Regions from separate parts of the Mus musculus genome. Here regions 2, 3, 4, 5, 6 and 7 are each linked to region 1. The links are chromatin contacts, called in public ChIA-PET and promoter capture Hi-C maps. All regions are on one chromosome and are shown on one strand. Each heading gives the region's core, a stretch centred on a gene start, on an enhancer-like site or on the middle of the called end of the contact. The rest is flanking DNA. Distances are from core to core; before and after follow the strand shown. Region 1 overlaps Fnip1 (folliculin interacting protein 1). Region 2 holds the start of Slc22a4 (solute carrier family 22 (organic cation transporter), member 4). Region 3 overlaps Gm12223 (a long non-coding RNA gene). Region 4 overlaps Cdc42se2 (CDC42 small effector 2). Region 5 has its middle 9.5 kb from the start of Tnip1. Region 6 overlaps Tnip1 (TNFAIP3 interacting protein 1). Region 7 overlaps Tnip1 (TNFAIP3 interacting protein 1).

Region 1 (2,700 bases), core at 111-2,610:
AATGATGCTCACCGATACTGATGTGTCCTCATTTTTTCTCTTAACACTGGAGTCAAACAATACATTTCTCCCTCGTCTTTCACAGTCTTGATATACGATCAGTCGAATCTGACTTGGGTCAAATTCTGGCAAGGGCCAACTTGGGAAAAAAAAAAAGGATTCATTTGAGTTATTTTAATAAATATGCCACATATATTCTTATAACCAAAATCTTATCTGACAGACCCAGAAGCTGTATTATTACAGAAGAATATACAACTAATCTTTATGTAAAATGCTACTATGTGGGTCAAGGCTTTAAATAATTATATAGGTCTGATTTTTAAATTAAAAATAAGGGTACAATTTAAAAAAACAATTAGCTACTATCAACATATAAGATAGTCAACTTATATAAAAGGCTAACATATATAAAGGTTAAATATAAGCACAAATTACTAATAAAAATATGTTGGTCTCATGGAGAGATGACATAAGATTAAGTCATTTTATTTTTTCTTCAACACAAAAGTACAAAAATAGAAACAGGTTTGCAATAGGTCAAAACAGAGATTATGAGTAAAACAGGCACACAAAAAGCTACTGCATTTTCATTTAAATAAATGTTAAAACCTAGCAAGTTTCAGTCTAAGAATTTAAAATTGCAGAAAAAGAAAGAATAGTAAGCTGCAAGCAACTCTCTAGTCACTGCCCAGCCTGCTACTTACTCTCAATGTACTCAGGAAAGGAAGTGGAAAAAGTGGACAAGACAGTGAAGGGAAGAGGAGGACACTGACAGCCCTAAAGTGTGCAAAGTGCTTACCTCAAAGGACAAGGATGCATCAAAGAACACCAGGAAGGGGCATGCTGGGTGGATCGAGGCTAATTCCATCTCATCAAGACATTGCTGAAGTACATTTTTCAGTTCACAAAAAATATTTGGAAAAAAACATACTGCATTTGTTTTACAGACCTTTATTTGTGCATTAAGTGTCACAATTTAAAAGAATAATGTTGCTGTTGAAAACTGATAGAAGTGTGACCCTACATACCAAGCTCAAGCAGATATCTATCCTTAAGACAACACTGACTTGCATAACACAGGAAGGTACTTATAAAACTATAGAGAACAGACCAACTTAGGTTGAAAATCAAGAAGTGGTTTCATGGAACCGACTGAAATGTTCTAAGGAAGGAGTATAACCTCAGAAACTAAAAAGCATTCACCACTTTCAGAAACATCATTGGTGATCAAAGTGAGGAAAGTTTTAAGGAGTAAGATTTCACAGAACTGAAGGGGGGAAAAAGTCAACTGTCAAGAAAGGAAAGGCATTGAAAGCCAAGAGTGATGGGTATTTTGTTACTAAGAGGAAATATGTGGATGTGTTTACACTCTGAGGCAGTTCGAGGTAGAGAGGAAATTGCAGGCCTTTGAGGAAGTAGTGAAGTGAAAACTAAAGAATTAGCTCAAGAACTGGCTTCTCAGCCTTTGGCAAGTACCAAGTGAAGAATAAAAATAACTCTTGCATTAGACTGGGAAGAGAGGAGGGTAAAAAGGAGCATGGTGTTCTCTGGGAAGAAGTGTTGATTAGGAACAGTAAGACTTTTGAGCGATGCTCTAAGCCTACACACAGCTGACAATTATTGAGACTATGATTGGCCACAAACTGCCTTGCTCTTTCTAGAAAGCTCTCAGGGTGTTTGACTTTGAATCAGGCAGAGACAGGGTAAAGGATTTTGACAAACAAATGGGAGAAAAAGAAAAACGCTGAAGATGGAGCAGAAAACTGCAAGAATACAGCAGAAACTATGCATACTGGAGCCTAAATTAGAAAATAGTGAGACTCTGAGCTAAGAGAAGAACGGAGGCATAATGGTCAAGGTGCTAAAAAGACAGTGAGGATAACGATCAGTACAGACAGGCCACCAGAGAGGAAGAAAACCTCACAGTACATTGCTTTCAAATGTCAAGGAAGACAAGGAAGGCAGCAGTGCACAGAACCAAGTGTTACACAAAGGCTAAATTTTATAAAGACCAACTCAGCCATTTGGTGGGGTTATCAGTGGATAGGGGGGATAGTCAAGTAACAGTGAACAAAAAGGGCTAAGAAGAAGGGCACCAAGTATTTAGGATTCTAAGCAGATCCTCTGTGAAAGATGATGACCCAAGAACCATGGGTGATTTAACTCACCATTTAAACGGCATGGTTTGGAATTAAAAGGTATGTATGTATGTATGTGTATCTATGTAGTCAGGAAGAAACTGGGATTATCTTGAACTAAGACCTATGGTCACCTAGGCAGCCAGAACAGGTAAGATTATGAGGCTTTTCTCTTAAAAGACAAAGGTATGCAGATATGAAATGTGCAGGAATATATAAAGGGGAAACAAACATTTTTAAGGTTTACATTTCTAAATTAAGAGAAAGAATAGAAAAATAACTTAAATGTAGCTAGAGAAACTGGCAAATCAATGTTCCAGAAAAGTCACAACAAAGCATTCTAAGCAGGAAAGTTCCTAATGAACTATATAATATATTTAATGAGGTCAAGGAAAATGACCTACAAAGGAAAATTACTACAGATGTACATGGTTGAAGGAACAAAATAGTTATTTGAAGGTGGTCATTTTTGTTTTATCTGAAAAGCAAGAAGCATATATGAGGTGGGTTGTCTGAACTAAGGTATAGGACTTAAAAAGTGAGAAAGCAAAGGGACAAT
Region 2 (2,700 bases), core at 189-2,688, 440 kb after region 1:
CCACTCAAGCATTTCAGAAGTAAAGAAACCCTGCGAGTACTCTCACTGGATTAATAAGCACGGATCCAGGCACAGAAGTGCACAGCTTTAATCCCAGCACTTGGGAGGCAGAGACAGGCAGAGCTAGCTCTGTGAGTCAAGACCAGCCAGGTCTACATAGCAAGTTCCAGGACAGCCAGGGCTACATCCGAAGACCCTGTCTCAAACGAACAAAAGTAAAAAGCTAGTGTCCTGGCATACTAGGAGATGCGGCTTAAATGACAGGAAAAGAAATGTAAGTTACTGGTGGGAAGTCAGCCTAACAGTAGGACTCATGGGGGAAACTAACAAAAACAAAGAAAAAAGCAGAAGTCTCCTTCAGTTCCTTGCCAGAGTCTGATGAGACAACCCGGTTTGTGCAAAGTGTTGGGCTACTCAGCCTTACAGTCTCTCCAGGCCTGTGGATCCCAGGCTAGGGGAGCCCAGCTCTAGCTTGGGCTAGCTTGTACACTGTGCCCAGGACCTTAGATGTGAATACTGAGCAGAGAGAGAAAAAAGGCAATCCCGCTTTTGGTTACCCTGCCAGTTCTGAGGGCCAAATCTCACCAGTTTGTCCTCTCTCTGTCCCTTCCTCCCTCTGTTCCTAGACTAGAATGGGCCTTTCTGCAAATAGCCTTTCAGTCCAAGAAGGCTTTGGCACCGTGCCGCAATAAAGGACTCCGGGTGCCCCGAGAGTGCAAAAGGACAAACACCGAGCCCAGGCGTGGTGACTCCTCTATGCTCCCTCAGTGGGCCGACTTCCCTCTGGTGTCTCTATAAAGGCCACAGGGAATCTTTCGAAAGGACACTAGAACGACTCAGGGGCCCGTGATCCAGCCCTTCTAATCCAGGGCGCGCCTCTGACTCAGCATGACCTCGCACATCCTTTTCTGGCTCCAGGTCCACAGTCGCCTCTTTGCAAGGTGAGGATCCTGCTTTTCCAAGGACGCTTCTCGGGCCGCCGCCGTCCCGTGATGGACTACGGCCATGCTAAGGTTCATAAGTGAGTTCCCACGCTGGTGTGTGTGAAGAGGTGGCGCTCCTGTCCCCCACACAGGTCTCTTGGGAGCGCAGACTTGATTAACTGACCGGTCCGCCTGCTCATAATCCAGGCTGGGATTGTGGAGCAACGAACTCCTGCTCCGGGCTAGGCCTGGCTTTCGGGACGCTCCTCCCTGTCGCTCTCCCTCCCACGTGGGGCCGAGAAAGCCGGAGCTCCTAGCTGCACGCGCGTTGTCCGGCCGATTCCGGGCGGGAGGCCTGCGTGGAAGGCCGCTGGGTGCAAGGAACGGAGCAGGAGGCTGAGCCGGCCCGAGAGCTCCGCCCAGATCGGTGGAGTGCAGTGGCCTTTCGCTGCCTAGCCGCACGGGGGTGTGGTCCAGAGGACTCGGCTTCCCGGCGCTCCGCGCCAACCCCTGGGAGTTTTGCAGCACCCACGGCGTGTTTGCACGCAGCCACCTAGGAAGATCCCCTCAGCGCGCCGCAATCGCTGAATCCTTTCTCTCCACCCACCTCCCTCACGCAAGCTGAGGAGGAGAGGTGGAAACATGCGGGACTACGACGAGGTGATCGCCTTCCTGGGCGAGTGGGGGCCCTTCCAGCGCCTCATCTTCTTTCTGCTCAGCGCCAGCATCATCCCCAATGGCTTCAATGGTATGTCAGTCGTGTTCCTGGCGGGGACCCCCGAGCACCGTTGCCTGGTTCCTGACACTGTGAACCTGAGCAGCTCCTGGCGCAACCACAGCATCCCCTTGGAGACGAAGGACGGACGACAGGTGCCTCAGAGCTGCCGCCGCTACCGACTGGCCACCATCGCCAACTTCTCTGCGATGGGGCTGGAGCCAGGACAGGACGTGGATCTGGAGCAGCTGGAGCAGGAGAGCTGCCTGGATGGCTGGGAGTACGACAAGGACATCTTCCTGTCCACCATCGTGACAGAGGTAGGTGGTAGTGCTGGAGCTGGACATTGGGAATGGAGACTCCGTTGCATCCGTGCCCCCAACAGCCCCTGACAGTGCCTGGGTCAGTGTCACCTACTGTCTCAAAACTTCCAGGCACAGAGTGGGGTTGTGAGTGTATTCTCAGCGCACACTCAGAGCTGATGAATTTCTGTGTGGCATGGAGGGGATGAAAAAAAGAGAGTGTTGTCATCAACTGCCTTTTCCTTTCTGAGTTTCACAACAGAGTTTCCCAAGAGCCCTGGTGCTTCCCTGGGCAGGCCAAACCAGACTGTCTTGATTTATAGTCATAGCTATTTCCTTGCTACAGAGAATGGCTACAGTGGTCTGTTGATGGACACAAGGAAGGGTCTTGAGACAGAAGGGCCTCTATGTCGAGGCCCCCACTTTCTCGAAAAAGAGGCAGCAGCCCCTTCCTTGACACTGGTTGGATGTAAGGAGTCAAAACTAGAACCTGGCCTTTGGACACTCAAGGAAAGACCCGTACTTCTGAGGGAAGTGTAAGCTGGTGATCAAGGCTCCAGCTGAGCCCACTGCCTTACCTCTAAGTGATCAGGGAATAGGTTCCCCAAGTCACCAGAGTCTGAATGTGGACCTACTACTCCCTCTTAGTTTCCTGCTGCGTATTTGCTGAGGACCAGGTCATAACAGATAAGACAAGCACTGTTTCTGGCAAGAGCATCACCCAGAACTGATTACCTGCTGTTGGTCAAGCTGGTAGAAA
Region 3 (2,700 bases), core at 81-2,580, 300 kb after region 1:
GAGAAGGGTGCAGGGTGGTTAAACGGCTTGTCTATCATCTATGAATGCAGTATTTGAATACCTTGAGCACGGTCCTCGGGACCGCCAACATATTATTTCCCATAATATACTGCCCTATCTACCCATCCTCATGTCCAGTGTCTGATTCTGAACACAAACTATAGAAATCTCACTTGTGTGCTTAGGGGAACATCTAGCATGTAACAGGCCCTGATAAGTTCCTCAAATTTATTAAAATTTGGGAAAATTTAATTAGGCTGCTCCGTCATGCTCCTCGCTTGGTTGTCTGCTCTGTGGCTGAACATTTGTTTGAAAGGGAAGGGAAAGCACTGTCAGGGAGCGCCAACGGCTTTTTAGAAATTATGTTTGAAAAAGGGGTGGCACTACACACATGAAATTCTCAAATAAAAAATTAATGATAATAATAATAAAAAATTATGTTTAATTTCACTTCACCCCAAACTCAAGCATATCTAATCTTCATGCCTTATCCACGTGTTTGTGGGCTGATCTTCAGGGCAATGGGCAGCAAACACAACCAGCTGTTCTCTAGTCTTAGTTTGGTTTTCAATACGTGATGGGTGGGAGCAAAAACAAAGAGCGTCCACTGGTGTTCCAATCGCACACGGGCAGGCCTTGGGAATCATAGCTCTGCATGTTGCAGTCCTCAGGGGAGCTTAGGAAGGTAGGGGTGACTCCTCAGCCCTTGGCAGCACCCAACATCACATCTGGGCAGGCCTAGGTGTGGGGATTCCACAGCCTGTCTCAGCTATCAAGTGGCCAAGTGGCTTGACAACTATTTTTAAATAATTAATTCATTATTTCAATGTATCTAAATATTCTTGGTAGTGGGGATTGAACCTAGCCCCGAGAGTGTGCCAGGCAAGTGCTCTACTGTGTGCCTTGTCCTCAGCGTGGTGGTCCTCCCGGGTTTTCCTGCTTGGCCTGCTGAGTGCAGGTTGTAACTGCTCCTCCCTAACTGCTCCTCCCACTGCCATCCTGCTGTCGATCCAAGCTGGCCGCCTCTACTGCTTCTGTCTTTATCTTCCCAGCCTAGACCCTACTAAAATAAATAAGAAAAGACAGTTGAGGGGAGCCTTTGTAGGGCCTCAAGGTAAGGGCCCCTGCAGTGCAGGGAAGTCTCTGTAGGCAGCACACTCTATGCAGCTTGCTTACCTAACCCAAGAAGAGGTGTATGGACCAATCACAGCACACCTTCATGAAAGAGTGGGGTGGGGGGATGTGGTGGCTCTACTCAGCCTTAGGCACCAGTCAGCAGGCCCTCAGGCTAGGTGCTCCCCAGTCTGACCTAGGGGGGAAATAGTTGCAGGGTCATGTAGAGTTCACTGAGGCTTGTGACAGCAAAACCCTGTTATAAATTGTTTTGAACAGCCCTGCCTGCGGCTGCACCTGCAAGAGCCAGAGGTGTCTTTTCTGAAGACTTCCAGGGTGTTGCAGACAGCTAACAGCTGGCTGCTCAGAGGCAGCCTTTCTGCACAAGGTGGCCAGGAAAGGAAGGAAGAGCCTCCTTGTCCCTGCTGCTTAGGGGATCACCTTGCTTCAGCTTCCATCTTGAAAGCCAGAAGGAGCGCTTACAATAAGGACAAGAGGAAGTTGCCTTTAATAGTGACTTAAACAAAATTCTCATGGCTTTAATTCCATTTTAAAAAGGCAGAGATTGAAAAATGGAGCCAGGCAGTGATGGCCCATGCCTTTAATCCCAGCAATTGGGAGTCAGGAGTTCTGAATTCCAGGCCAGCCTGGTCTACAGAGTGAGTTCCAGGACAGACAAAGCTACAGAGAGAAGCTCTGACAGCAACAAAAAACAAACAAACAAACAGAAACAAGAAAGAAAGAAGAGAAAAAGAAACAAACAAACACAACAAGGGGTCACTGGTCTCTGAAGCTATTCACCCAGAGTTTTAGATGCTCAGCAACATGAGTTGTGCCTGATGGATAATTGAAAACTATGACCCCCATTAAAACATTAAAACAAATATCCAGGGAGCTAACTCAGTGTTTAGCCATGCCTGCTGCTCTTACAGAGGGCCTGTGTTTGATTCTACATACCCACACTGGGCAGCTCACAGGACCCAGGACTGGGAGGAGGTGAGTTGGAACTTACCTGGAAGCCTCCTGCTGGAGGACTAGCTCCCAGGGTGTCAGAAGGTACCATGCAAGCTGTTAAGGGAGGAAAGTAACCAGTCACCATACCCAACTGTGACGCCTAGGGGCCACAACAATGATTGGTCCAGCAAGCTATCCTCAGTTGTGTATGCAATAGCGGCACCTTTATCTTGTGGGTAACCAACTGCTGTCTAACTGGACCTAAGACCCACTCAATAGGAGGAAATCCATGCCTGGAACTGCAGACTTAGCAAACTACTTGTGAGAGAGCTCACCGACTCTAGAGGGGAGCCTACTACTGGTATGTCCTTAAACTAATGTAATTTGTAACTGATTTCTAAATATTTAACTTTATATCCACAGACAAGTGGTATTCTCTCTGCCATCCAAGAAATATCTTTTTTTTTTTTTTTTTGCAACATTTGGAAAGCCACAACTTTCAGTTAAAAAAAAAATCAGAAAATAAGTAGCTGTGGATGCCCATCCCCAATGGATACATTTACAAACCAACCCCTCTGCTTAAGGCTCAGAGAACATATAGAGCCAGGGGACAGGATGCTACATAGAGTGTTC
Region 4 (2,700 bases), core at 45-2,544, 310 kb before region 1:
ATAGCACTTAACACAAAACATTTCTTGGGTACTTTAGTTTCACATTCTCCAGGATAACCTGCTTTTGTATTTTTAGGTATCAGACTTTTTAAATCCTGAAAATACTTTATTATTATTTGTTTAAGGATGAGTCTATGGTATTTTATCTATTTTAAGAATAATTTACTTTTTATTTCATATTTATTGGTATTTTACCTGCATGTATGTCTATATGGGGATGGCAGAAGCCCTGTAACCAGAGTTAGAGACATTTGTGAATTGTAATGTGGGTGCTGGGAATTGAATACAGGTCTTCTGGAAGAGCAGCCAGTGCTCTTAACTCCTTAACCATCTCTCCAGCTCCTCAAGGTTTTATAAGAGTAAACAAAAAAATTTTTAGATTTATTTTACTTTATATGTATGAGTGTTTTGCTTCCATGAATGTATATGCACACATGTGTGTCTAGTGCTTGTGGAGGCTGGGAGAAGGCATTGGATCTATTGGGACTGGAGTTTTAGATGGCTGTGAATCTCCATGTGGGTGTTAGAAATTGAACCCAGGCCCTCTGTAAGAGAGCAACAAGTGCTCTAAACTGCTGAGCATTTGGTCAACCCTCTTGGAGGATTTTAAAAACAATTGAAAATGTATAATTTTGATTTTTTTTTTTATAGACTTATTTTTGGAGACAGGTCCCATGGAGCGAAGGCTGGCACACAGTTGCGTGTGGGGCTGAGGATGGCCTTGAGTTTCTGACCCTTCTAGCAGAGGTCTGTTACCCAAAGCAAAGGGGACTTCTGAACTGAAATGTCCAGTTTCAGTAATAAGCAATCTTTATCTGAAACTTAGATGGTACTTATGTATGTAGCTAAAGATGGGCTATGGTAAAACAAAACAAAACAAAACAACTCCGTTTCCTAGAAAATGGTACATGAATTCACATTAAATCTCATGATTTTTTTACAGGGATTGTGTGAACCCTGACCAGTTTTGTTAACTGATCTAGAAATTCATGCTATGATTTCTTATGACATCTTCATGGTAGAGTTTTTTTTTTTTTTTTTTTTTTTTTGAGACAGGGTTTCTCTGCATGGTAGAGGTTTTGAAAGTGTATTGTACTACAGCACAAAATTATTTTTGTTTGATTTGGTTTATCAAGTCATCAATTTGACTTTTTTTCTTTTCAGTGCTGGGGGTGGACCCTAGGGTGGCCCAGGTGTTAAGTAACTGCTTACTAGTGAACTGTACATCAGTCTTTTCCTGTGACCTTTTGTGTAGGACAGCAGAATGAACCTGGACTCTCTCCAGCACTGTGTGTTTCCCCCCTCCCGCTCTGGGGAACTACAGGCCTCTGCAGCTGTTCTGCTCAGTGATGGGCCTTGATATGGTTGAAGTGGAAGAAAGGTTCTCACTGTGCTGTCCCTGGAGAGTCATCTTCTAGGTCTTACAAAGCTCTTGTAGTTCTTCTAGTCACTTAGATAATGAAAAGTCTTCTAGTGTCTGTCAGCACTGGCCTTATTTTAGTCCCTTTTCTTTTTCCTCCTCCTTTTTTTTTTTTTCTCTTTCTCTTATTTGAAACAGGTTAGTTATCACTATGTAGCTCTGGCTGGCTCTGACAGAACTTGCTATGTTCCTCAGGCTGTCCTTGGATTTACAGAGATCTGCTTGCTTCTGCCTCCTGAGTGGTGTGATTAAAGACCAGGTGTGCTGTCACACCTGGTGGTTTTCTTTCCTGTTCATTTGTTTCTTTGTTTCATAAATAGTATTGCCAATTCTTCAGTAAAGGTATCCTCCCCTGTTTAGAGATGGTGTGTGTGTGAGGTTTTGAGTGGTTAGTTCAAATGCTATCTGCCATTTTTGTCGAGTGGGTCTTTAGATGAATCTGGTCCTAGGAATGCTGTAAGTGGTATTCTTGGGAATTCAATGTCTGGGAACCACATTCTACTGTTATTGAGTAGCATGTTAGTAGAAGTAAGCATAGTACATTAAAGTGACTTTATACAGCATAGCTTTTAGCATTTCCCTGGGGCCTCAACATCCTTCCCAGCTCCTGTTTAGTAATGCACTTTCAGGGTACGTGTGTGAGTGTGTGTGTGTGTGTGTGTGTGTGTGTGTGTGTGTGTGTGTGACTCATTGCTGATAGCATCATATGCTTTTAAGACTTCTTTCTCCGTAAAGTCTCTTGAATATTCTTTGTCATGTTTGAACTGAAGGGCCACCCACTGTTCTTGTCTCTTTACACTCCATCCTTTTGTCATTGCACTCCTCTGACCCCCCATAGCCCGTAGAGCAGTGTTTACCTAGACCATGCCCAGCTCTTCTCAAGTGCTTACTGGCCGTGATGGCCTTGCATGCTCTCAGTCTATAATCCCAGGGCTTTCCCCTGGTCCAGCTGTCTTTCTCCTGAATGACTGTTCACACCTTGTCTGTCAGCTCTTGTACCACACCCCTCTACCCCCTTTTTGTTTCCAGTTGATGAACTAGTTTCTTGTATACTCACAATGAAAGCAATCAGAAAACATTTCCTGACCATCCTACATCTCTACTCACATCTTCTGTTTCTTCCCTTGCGCTTGGTTTTGTTCCTTTTCTCTGGTCAAGGATGTTAATTGCTTCAGTCTTGATCTCATTCAGCATGTATACCTTTGTCCTATCTCTCCTGGATCACTTTAGTCATATAAAGATAATGCTGAAAAATCTCCCATCTTCTAAAAGTCTTTCTC
Region 5 (2,700 bases), core at 5-2,504, 510 kb before region 1:
AGGGCATACAGAAAGCCAGGTCACTGCCAGCCATGCCGCCCAGGGACAGACCAAAGAGAGCCAGAGTCAGATGCATGCTGTTCTGAGCACGCAGGCTATGAGAAGACAGAACCTACTGGCACGCTTAGCTCATTGTTGACCACATAAAGAAAAAAAAAATGAATTGATTAGGCCCACAAGCACACCAGAAGTACATCATCCCTGGCCACATGGGAAACACCTAGCCCAGCCCTCCAAAGTTGTTTCACACACACACACACACATACACACACACACACACACACACACACACACACACACACTGGCACGATCATCCACCCTTTCCTTGCTGTACCATCTTAGTGAACCATGTACAACTCCTGGTCCTGGGGATCTGCCTGATTGTGTGCAAGTTCTACGGAGAGACACTTAGGCTCCCTGCGGTGCCCAATAGCTGGGGATTGCTCTCTGTCCTCCCAGGCCAGCCCCCTGGGGAGCCAGGTGGTGTGTGGGCCCAAACCCAAGAAAGGAATGAAGACCTGGATAGGGTCTCCTTTCCCAAGGAGGCTTAAGACCTCAGGTGAGAGACTTACAGAGACCAGAAAGATGCTCCCATTGTAGACACTATGTCAGAAGTGTTCCAGGAAGGGTTAACAGTGCCTACTAGTCTTTGAAAGCTCCCACGGGGCCTATAAAATAGAACATGCTGGGATTTGCCCAAGGTGAGTCAAGGTCACTACCTGCCTCATGCCTCCGCTGTTCCCAAGATAAAATTCCCCAGTGAGTGAGATGAAAACCTAAAATGAAACTGCTAAGCCTTCTCGGACTCTGAACCTCATCTCTGTCACCTTCGTCAGCAGTGGCAGCAAATCTATAGTCATACTTATCATCATGGCCACCCTCCCCATGGTCTCCAAGGAAGTATAGTAGGATACACTTTAGCTTAGGCAAGGACAGGCTTCCTGAATGAGTCTCACCACCACCACCCCCCCGCCCCCCCCCCCCCCGCCCCCAGTCTTCTACCCAGGGAAGATACTACAAAGACAATGAGGTGAAGCTTTCGGAAGAGCCTCGCAGGGTGCTGGACCCCTAGGGATAGCTGGGCCCTATACCCTCTCCAACTTTCCCAGGATTCCTCTCTCTCTCTCTCTCTCTCTCTCTCTCTCTCTCCCATTCTGAAGTCCAGGCTTATGGGAGCTAGTTATTTACATAGACATGCGACCTCGTTGGGGAATTTCCCCAGACACCAGGCTTCCTTTCTGAGGTTAGGCCACCTCATTGCACTGCTCCTTCCTCTCCCATGTACCCCAGCCACCCTCAGGCTGCAGCCCCTGACATCTGGCAGGTGTAGGTCCCCGGCACACAGATTTAGTCTCAGTCTTTGACCTTGGAATGTGCCCCAAGGACCTGGGGCAAAGATATCAAAGTACTACACAGGTGAAAAGAAAATGGAAGGAGTAGGGACAGGAGCCCCAGCTACCTCCTCAACAGCTCCCTGCCTCACCCTGGGTCCTCACTTTCCCCTTCATGAGCCTCAGCCCTTCTGCCCAGTGAGAACATTGGTGAAGATCAATCACTCTGATTCTCTGCTTGGACCTGATGGGCTAAGAAGCCACTTCCTTTGACAGCACAGCCTTGCGACATCTGTTCTTGGATCCTCCTCCTTTAAGAAAACATCTTTCAACACACCCCCTTTGTATCTGTTTCCTTGGAAAGCACCACTTTGCAAAACTCATCCCTGAATCCCAGTTTTCAAATCCCGACAGGATTACACATACCCCGTTTCCTCGAAATGACTTTGAGTTTTGGTTTTTCCTTTATATATCCAGTCTCTGACCTTGATCTGAGACGGTACTTCCCGAGTACAAAAAGTGAACAAAGATGGGAGATCAGGGTACTTCAACCACGGGTTTCTGGGACTCCTGCATCAGAATAAACAATTAAAGGGGTGCTTCCAGAGCTGGGGGGTGTGGCTCTGTTCACTGGCTACTTGCTCAGCATTCATAAAGCCTTTGGCTGGATCCCAGCACTACCTAAACCAGGTGAGCCAGGTGATTCACACACTTGCAATCCCGGCACTTAAGATGTCAAGACAGGAGGACCAGGAGTTGAAGGTCATTTTGGCTATGCAGAGAATTCAAGAATTCAAAACCAGCCTGGAATACAAAAAACTCTGTCAGAGAGAGAGAGAGAGAGAGAGAGAGAGAGAGAGAGAGAATAGAGAGAGGGAGACAGAGACAGAGAGCAATGAGAATTGCTATTAACTGCCCACAAACCACAGGTCTAGATAATCTAGAAGAATGTTGAAGCTGAGCAGCCCCCTAACCAATCATCTCTTTTATGAACTCCACCCCATTATGTTCTATGTATGCACATATACTACATAGATTACTATACTATTCCTAGGTTTCTTTCTTTCTTTCTTTTCGAGACAAGGTTTCTCTGTGTAGCCCTGGCTGTCCTGATACTCACTCTGTAGATTAGGCTGGCCTCGAACTCAGAAATCTGCCTGTCTCTGCCTTACAAGTGCTGGGATTAAAGGCGTGTACCACCACTGCCCGGCTATTCCTAGGTTTCTCTCTCTCTCTCTCTCTCTCTCTCTCTCTCTCTCTCTCTCTCTCTAAAGATTCATTTATTTATTGTATGTAAGTACACTGTAGCTGTCTTCATACACACCAGAAGAGGGCATCAGATCTCATTATGGATGGTTGTGAGCCACCA
Region 6 (2,700 bases), core at 198-2,697, 490 kb before region 1:
GGGAGGGACTTTTGTGGATGAAGCAAAAGTCTCTGCAGCAGCCGTCCCCACCCCCTTGTTGAATGGCAGTGTGGGAACCGTGTGAATTCCCGATGCCTCATTTTGATTTCACAGTCAGTCAGAGTGGGATTTGATCAGCTCTTACTCACAGTGCCAACAATGAGGGGTGTGGTAGAGGGGAATTCACACTTGTGAGTGGACTGTCGGAGGACTCACAGAATTGTTTTTTGGTCCTTGAGGGAGGACATTGTGTTGGGAGAGTGGAATATTCACACTAGCTAAGCAGGCTCAGCGTTCCTTTGTATCTAGTAAATGGCCTGTAAAACTAACGCATAATGGTAATTCTAGTAACCTTACACTGAGAAGTTGGCTTCTGACCTTTAATGCTGGTCTTCATGTTGTGGTGACTCCTAACCATAAATTTTGTTTGTTTGTTTGGTTTTTTGAGACAGGGTTTCTCTGTGTAGCCCTGACTGTCCTGAAACTCACTTTGTAAACCAGGCTGGCCTGGAACTCAGAAATCCACCTGCCTCTGTCTCCCTTCCAAGTGCTGGGATTAAAGGTGTGCGCCACCACTGCCTGGCCTGAAAAGTTTTTTAAATGTGTAGTTTTTACATTCAGAAATTATTTACTCTTTTGCGTATTTATTTATTTATTTATTTATTTATTTTGAGAGAGAGTTTCTTAGTCCAGGCTGACCTTAACCCTGCAGCTCTCTGTGCCTACTGGCACTACAGGGGTGTTCCACCATGCCTGATGTCATTTATTCTTTCTGACCTGATAGTGTCTCATATTTTAGCTGGACCCTCTGTCCGATTTCAATTTTACATGTATTCATTTGTACTTGGAGGTGAGTGTGTGCCTGGGTATCCATACCCAAGTGGAAGTCAGAGGACAACTTTCACCAGTTGTCTTTTTCCTTCTATCATACTGGTTTCTGGACTTGAACTCAGGTTGCTGTGACAAACACCTCTACTCTCTGAGCTATCTGGCCAGTTCTAAATTGTTATTTTGTTTTATTTTGTAATAGGGTTCTTTATAGCCCAGGCTGGCCTTCAAAACTTCTGATCCTCCTGCATCAGTTTGAGTGCTGGCATTAGAGGCATGCACCACTATGCCTGGTTTATAGGGTACTGTGGGGTTGAACCCAGAGCTTCATTTATGCTAGGCAAGCCCTGTACCAAGTAAAGTACACCCCTAGTCCCAAGGGCTATGTTCTGCTGCTGGCTTAGACTGTCGTCATGACTGTGTCCTGGGAAATTAGTTAGGTATTAGTCCTCTGTGGACACATTTAATCTTTACCCTCTGGGAGCAACAGATGGGAGCATTCAGTATTTTTATATATCTGGTCATGTTGTCCCCTCCACGTGGGTGACCTGTGGGTGTGGGTGCCTGTCCCTGGATGCCCGTAGCAGCTCCCTTGGGGCCCCAGGAAGCCATGGGTCTGACTCATTCCTTCACCCCCAGTACTGTGTCTCTGGCCCGGATGTCCCGGCTGGGTCAGACGGACCTGGTTTGAGTATGGTGGTGCTCTGAAAGGTTATTTGTATGCCTCCCTCCCCTGGGTGCTGGCTCCCTTCTGTGCCCACTGTGATTTGGCAGGCCCTGCTACCTGCTTTTTCCCAGCCGTGTGTGTTCTCAGCCTGTTCTCACACTGAGCCCTTATGCCTGCCATCCCAAATGCCCTGACCAGTTTCTAGCCCTTCCCATGGCTGCTTTTTCCTTATCTGTCAAGTCTCAGCTCAAATGTCACCTCCTGAGAGGGGGCCTTCCCTGCTCTTCCTATGCAAAACACACAGCCCTCTCACTTTCTGTCATGTTACTACTTTGTTCATTCATTTATCATGATCTAAAGTAGATTTATTTGTGAGCCAAGTATGGTGATGCAGACATTTACTCCCTGCCCTCAGGAGACAGAGGAAGGCAGATCTCTCTGACTTCAAGGCCCGCCTGATCTCCAACCGTGAGTTCTAGGATGGATCGCAGGAGGAAGTGTTTCAGCTGCCTTCAGCTGGGTGGTGGTCAGGCTGTATCTGTATGCCAGAGCTTGTTTTTGCCTTCCAGGGCTCCTCCTGGCTGGGAGCTCTTTGTGACAGCATCAGGAGCCAGGGGACAGGCTAGCCACCGTGGATGTGGCTTGGGTATAAAGTCTTTCAGGAGCACCTGATTGATAACGAGGGATTTCCAGAAGTAAGTGATGGGGGCCCTGGAAAGATGGAAGGTACAGAGTAGGGCCTGGGCCTTTTAGGGGGCTGGATGGACATAGCAGATAGTGTGTAAGGTTGTGCTTAGTTGGGGAGCTGTTAACTGGGCTGGGCAAGACCCCCCAAAGATCCCAGGCATGGGAATGTCTGTCTGGACACTCAGATGGCTGGGCTGCAGCCGAGCTGGTGGGTCTCAGTGCTAACTGTGAGGCTAGAACTGTCTCCTACTCCCCTGTGACTGACAGCTCCTAGTGCAGACCAGGTAGGTTCTGCACGCAGCTCTAAGGGATGGCAGTGTCACCCCTCAGCATTGTGGGAGATCTGTCTGCATACTGGCTGAGGCTATGGCTGAGGCTGTTAGAGTCTTAGCCCCAGGCGGCAAGTAACCCCACTTCCCAGGCCTCTGGATAACTCACCTCAAACCCTTTCCTGGCCTGCGTTCTGTGCCAAGCCCTCTCTGTGTTGGTCCTTTGCTCTGTCCCAGATGTTGGGTGGA
Region 7 (2,700 bases), core at 121-2,620, 470 kb before region 1:
GTACATCCTGCTACCAGCACTGCCGCCACCACCACCGCCACCGCCACCACGGGAAACTCCATGGAGAAGCCCGAGCCAGCCTCCAAATCTCCGTCCAATGTAAGTTGCATTTGGAGCTGTGACTGGTTACCTAAAGCTCTTCCCGCCACACATCAGTCTGGAGCGCTGGGATGGGACAGCTTGCCATTTTGAGGTGAAAGTCATGGTTCTCATGACCAGGAAGGTCCTGATCAAACAAGGAGTTTTCTCTCATTTCCTGAGCTATCTAACGTGACCATGCTCACTAACTGGGCACAGACACATACTTCCAAGATGCTCAGAAACCATGTGCTGCAGGCTCAATGGAGAAGTGTAGCCTGGCATCATAGGGCCAGATCCTTCAGATGGTCAGAAGGTGGGTCTTTTCCAAGCTGAGACCACAGATGGGGTCATGGTGGCTCTGACTGGTGGCCAGCTGGGCTGGTTTCTCCCATCTGTCCTACCCCATCCAGGACAGGGAAAGCAGGTCAGGAGGGTGTTTTTGGTTTGGGGGTTTTTTGGTGGGGTATGAAGGAAGAGGTATATGCGTGGAGTGTGTTCTGGTGAGGACAGAGGAGGGCATCAGGTCTCCTGCTCCTTGCTTTATCCCTTACATCTCTTCACTGAACCCAGAGCTTGCCATCTCCAGATAAGCCAGTACCCCAGGGATCCTCTTGTCTCTGTCCACTCCCGTGCTGAGCTGTGAGTTAGGGATGCCCAGCTGTGCTGTTTATATGGGTGCTGGGAAATCCCAAGTTAGGTCTTCCTGCTGGTGTAGCGAATGTTCCACCCACTGAGCCATCTCCCCAGCCCCAGTCACGCCACATTTAAGGGTCTCTTAGAGCCAGGTTCAGATGAACTCTGGGCTCCTCAGCTGATTGAACAGCCAGTGAAGTCTGCGCCTTGGTTGATGACACATTGCAGAGCGGCCTTAGTGTTCTCAGGTCAGTCCTCTCCTGGGATGACCTTTGGGTTGAGTTGGTGAGGCTGGTGCAGGGCCTCCCTTGGTGGTGGCTGTAGTAGCTGCTGCCAGCCAGGGTGACAAGAGGCACCTGAGCCCAGGAGATAGCTTGGTTGCTTTGGCAGGATCTGCCAGCTTGTGCAGAGTCTTGGCTTGTGTGTTGACTCTGTGAACTTGGTTTCCTCATCCGTTCCAACACACACACACACACACACACACACACACACACACACACACACACACACACACACAGAGAGAGAGAGAGAGAGAGAGAGAGAGAGAGCAAATAAATAATACTGTTTCAAGGTTGGCTCGACCCACACCCCTGTTTCACTGATAAATAATGGCCATGGAGGGGTATGACCTCAGATCACAAGGAGGGTGATGGCAGTCCTGTGGTTCTTGGGTGATCTCATGAATAGTGTGTGACTATTGCCTCTAGGAACTCTGCACTGTTTGCCCTTCTGTCTTCCTTGGGGGCAGGGTCCGTTTATCATGGGCAGCTACTAACTTCCTTCTACCTAGGGCGCCTCCTCGGACTTTGAAGTGGTCCCTACTGAGGAGCAGAATTCACCCGAAACTGGCAGCCACCCTACGAACATGATGGTGAGCAGACAGGCATCCCCGCCCCCACCTCCAGCACATCCTTTTCTTTCCTCTCTGTCTGTCACCTGCCCTTTCGTGACACGACACTCAGATCCCTTGGGTCCCCTGTAGTTACATGGGGGACACAGAGGGGCTATAGCATGGGGTGCTTCTTACTCTCATATGCAAATCCCCCGCTGGTGACTTCCCCAGCTTGGGGCACACAGGCACCCCACTGTTGTGAAAGCCTGGGCCACTTGCCAGCCCCACTGGCCTCTGGACCAATCACCTTTCTGTCAGTTACAGTGACTCAGCCTCTTGGGTCTGTAGGTGTGGAAAGGGTCGGCCTGGTGCTGATGGGAGGGGTGGGAGTGATTTACCCTTTTGTGCTTGTCCTTGGCTCCTCCCAGGGGCAGATGGCCCGGAGGTTACACTTTGTGTTCACAAGTGGGGTGCACGCGTTTCTCCAGCTTCGGAGGGGCTGCTCAAATCCACATTCCTACCTTGCAGTGTTTAACCTTAGTCCAGCCGTGCAGTCCTTCTGTTCTTTCTTAAAATGCCAGACTTGGAGAGCTGCTGTGAAAGATCTTCAAGATTTGTCAGAGACCTTAAAGTCCTGTCTTTTCCTCATCCCTCCCTCCTATTTAATGTTTGCTTTATTCTGTTCTGTTTTGCTTTGTTTTCGTGTGAGGCAAACCTCTTGCCTCTTCTCCTAAGTCCATACCATGAAGCATGCCCCACTATAGACCATTAAACTGTTGCTATGCCAGCTCTACTTGGCCTCCCCTTCACCTGCAAACACCACCCCATCTCACACCAGCATTTAACCTTCAGTGCTGAGAGGATCGCCCTGTCAGGATGCTCTGTGTTTTGTCTCCTGGGACCATATGCATCTCGTCCTGTTCTGTCCCTGAGGACTGAGACATGACTGAGAGCAGGCGAGGTTCCCTCGCTCAGAAAGGTTTCAGCGCGCAGTCATGGGCTGATAACTTACCTTTTCCATTAAAGTCTGTCTACGCCAGCTCAGGAGTACACCAACTCCTGCTGGAAGCTTGTAGGCTACTTGGAGAAACCTGAGCACTTGATACACCTCCAGAGATCAGCCCTGGCCACTCCTAGTCCTTTGTGGTAGGAAA

What was found. Promoter capture Hi-C pulls out the DNA fragments that hold promoters and counts their contacts. ChIA-PET counts read pairs in DNA pulled down with a chosen protein or histone mark. Capture Hi-C pulls out chosen DNA fragments and counts their contacts.
Region 2: a contact with region 1 is called in a promoter capture Hi-C map of hematopoietic stem and progenitor cells, with 2.3 times the contacts expected there. The contact joins the promoter of Slc22a4 here to the enhancer-like site in region 1. A contact is called at or near these places in 5 of 39 promoter capture datasets (the 3T3-L1 cell line, cranial neural crest, embryonic stem cells and 2 more) and 4 of 115 datasets of contacts at active chromatin or transcription factors (bone marrow-derived dendritic cells, bone marrow-derived macrophages and embryonic stem cells).
Region 3: a contact with region 1 is called in an RNA polymerase II ChIA-PET map of memory CD8 T cells, with 18 read pairs. The contact joins two enhancer-like sites. A contact is called at or near these places in 1 of 39 promoter capture datasets (frontonasal cranial neural crest), 1 of 15 datasets of contacts at CTCF or cohesin (the NIH/3T3 cell line), 3 of 484 Hi-C or Micro-C datasets (embryonic stem cells and regulatory T cells) and 1 of 115 datasets of contacts at active chromatin or transcription factors (memory CD8 T cells).
Region 4: a contact with region 1 is called in a promoter capture Hi-C map of adipose tissue. The contact joins two enhancer-like sites. A contact is called at or near these places in 4 of 39 promoter capture datasets (the C10 cell line, cranial neural crest, frontonasal cranial neural crest and 1 more) and 1 of 9 other capture datasets (adipose tissue).
Region 5: a contact with region 1 is called in an RNA polymerase II ChIA-PET map of memory CD8 T cells, with 8 read pairs. The contact joins two enhancer-like sites. A contact is called at or near these places in 1 of 15 datasets of contacts at CTCF or cohesin (large pre-B cells) and 1 of 115 datasets of contacts at active chromatin or transcription factors (memory CD8 T cells).
Region 6: a contact with region 1 is called in an RNA polymerase II ChIA-PET map of memory CD8 T cells, with 12 read pairs. The contact joins two enhancer-like sites. A contact is called at or near these places in 2 of 115 datasets of contacts at active chromatin or transcription factors (memory CD8 T cells and regulatory T cell precursor).
Region 7: an RNA polymerase II ChIA-PET map of memory CD8 T cells shows a contact between it and region 1, with 7 read pairs. The contact joins two enhancer-like sites. A contact is called at or near these places in 2 of 39 promoter capture datasets (liver and pre-B cells), 1 of 15 datasets of contacts at CTCF or cohesin (large pre-B cells) and 1 of 115 datasets of contacts at active chromatin or transcription factors (memory CD8 T cells).

What each region holds. Positions count from the first base shown.
Region 1 is chr11:54,463,526-54,466,225 of GRCm38.p6, reverse strand. It overlaps Fnip1 (folliculin interacting protein 1), which reads right to left. Exons shown (of 18, transcript NM_173753.4): 2 at 13-139. Among named protein-coding and RNA genes, the nearest start is that of Fnip1, 27 kb to the right of the region's middle. Within about 2 kb of position 1,360, at least 74 of the 459 cell types and tissues checked have an H3K27ac peak or open chromatin away from gene starts, as enhancers often do. A contact at or near this core is called in adipose tissue, bone marrow-derived dendritic cells, bone marrow-derived macrophages and 3 more, where this site is marked.
Region 2 is chr11:54,026,842-54,029,541 of GRCm38.p6, reverse strand. Slc22a4 (solute carrier family 22 (organic cation transporter), member 4) reads left to right here and starts at 1,438. Exons shown (of 10, transcript NM_019687.4): 1 at 1,438-1,958. The coding sequence starts at 1,566.
Region 3 is chr11:54,161,766-54,164,465 of GRCm38.p6, reverse strand. The region is part of intron 3 of Gm12223 (a long non-coding RNA gene); the gene reads right to left. Among named protein-coding and RNA genes, the nearest start is that of Gm12223, 21 kb to the right of the region's middle. Within about 2 kb of position 1,330, at least 23 of the 459 cell types and tissues checked have an H3K27ac peak or open chromatin away from gene starts, as enhancers often do. A contact at or near this core is called in memory CD8 T cells and regulatory T cells, where this site is marked.
Region 4 is chr11:54,777,260-54,779,959 of GRCm38.p6, reverse strand. The region is part of intron 1 of Cdc42se2 (CDC42 small effector 2); the gene reads left to right. Among named protein-coding and RNA genes, the nearest start is that of Cdc42se2, 9.1 kb to the left of the region's middle. Within about 2 kb of position 1,294, at least 56 of the 459 cell types and tissues checked have an H3K27ac peak or open chromatin away from gene starts, as enhancers often do. A contact at or near this core is called in adipose tissue, where this site is marked.
Region 5 is chr11:54,971,080-54,973,779 of GRCm38.p6, reverse strand. No RefSeq gene overlaps it. Among named protein-coding and RNA genes, the nearest start is that of Tnip1, 9.5 kb to the right of the region's middle. Within about 2 kb of position 1,254, at least 131 of the 459 cell types and tissues checked have an H3K27ac peak or open chromatin away from gene starts, as enhancers often do. A contact at or near this core is called in memory CD8 T cells, where this site is marked.
Region 6 is chr11:54,951,613-54,954,312 of GRCm38.p6, reverse strand. All of the region lies in intron 2 of Tnip1 (TNFAIP3 interacting protein 1), which reads left to right. Among named protein-coding and RNA genes, the nearest start is that of Tnip1, 10 kb to the left of the region's middle. Within about 2 kb of position 1,447, at least 47 of the 459 cell types and tissues checked have an H3K27ac peak or open chromatin away from gene starts, as enhancers often do. A contact at or near this core is called in memory CD8 T cells, where this site is marked.
Region 7 is chr11:54,935,346-54,938,045 of GRCm38.p6, reverse strand. It overlaps Tnip1 (TNFAIP3 interacting protein 1), which reads left to right. Exons shown (of 19, transcript NM_001199275.2): 5 at 1-99; 6 at 1,505-1,585. Among named protein-coding and RNA genes, the nearest start is that of Tnip1, 26 kb to the left of the region's middle. Within about 2 kb of position 1,370, at least 149 of the 459 cell types and tissues checked have an H3K27ac peak or open chromatin away from gene starts, as enhancers often do. A contact at or near this core is called in memory CD8 T cells, where this site is marked.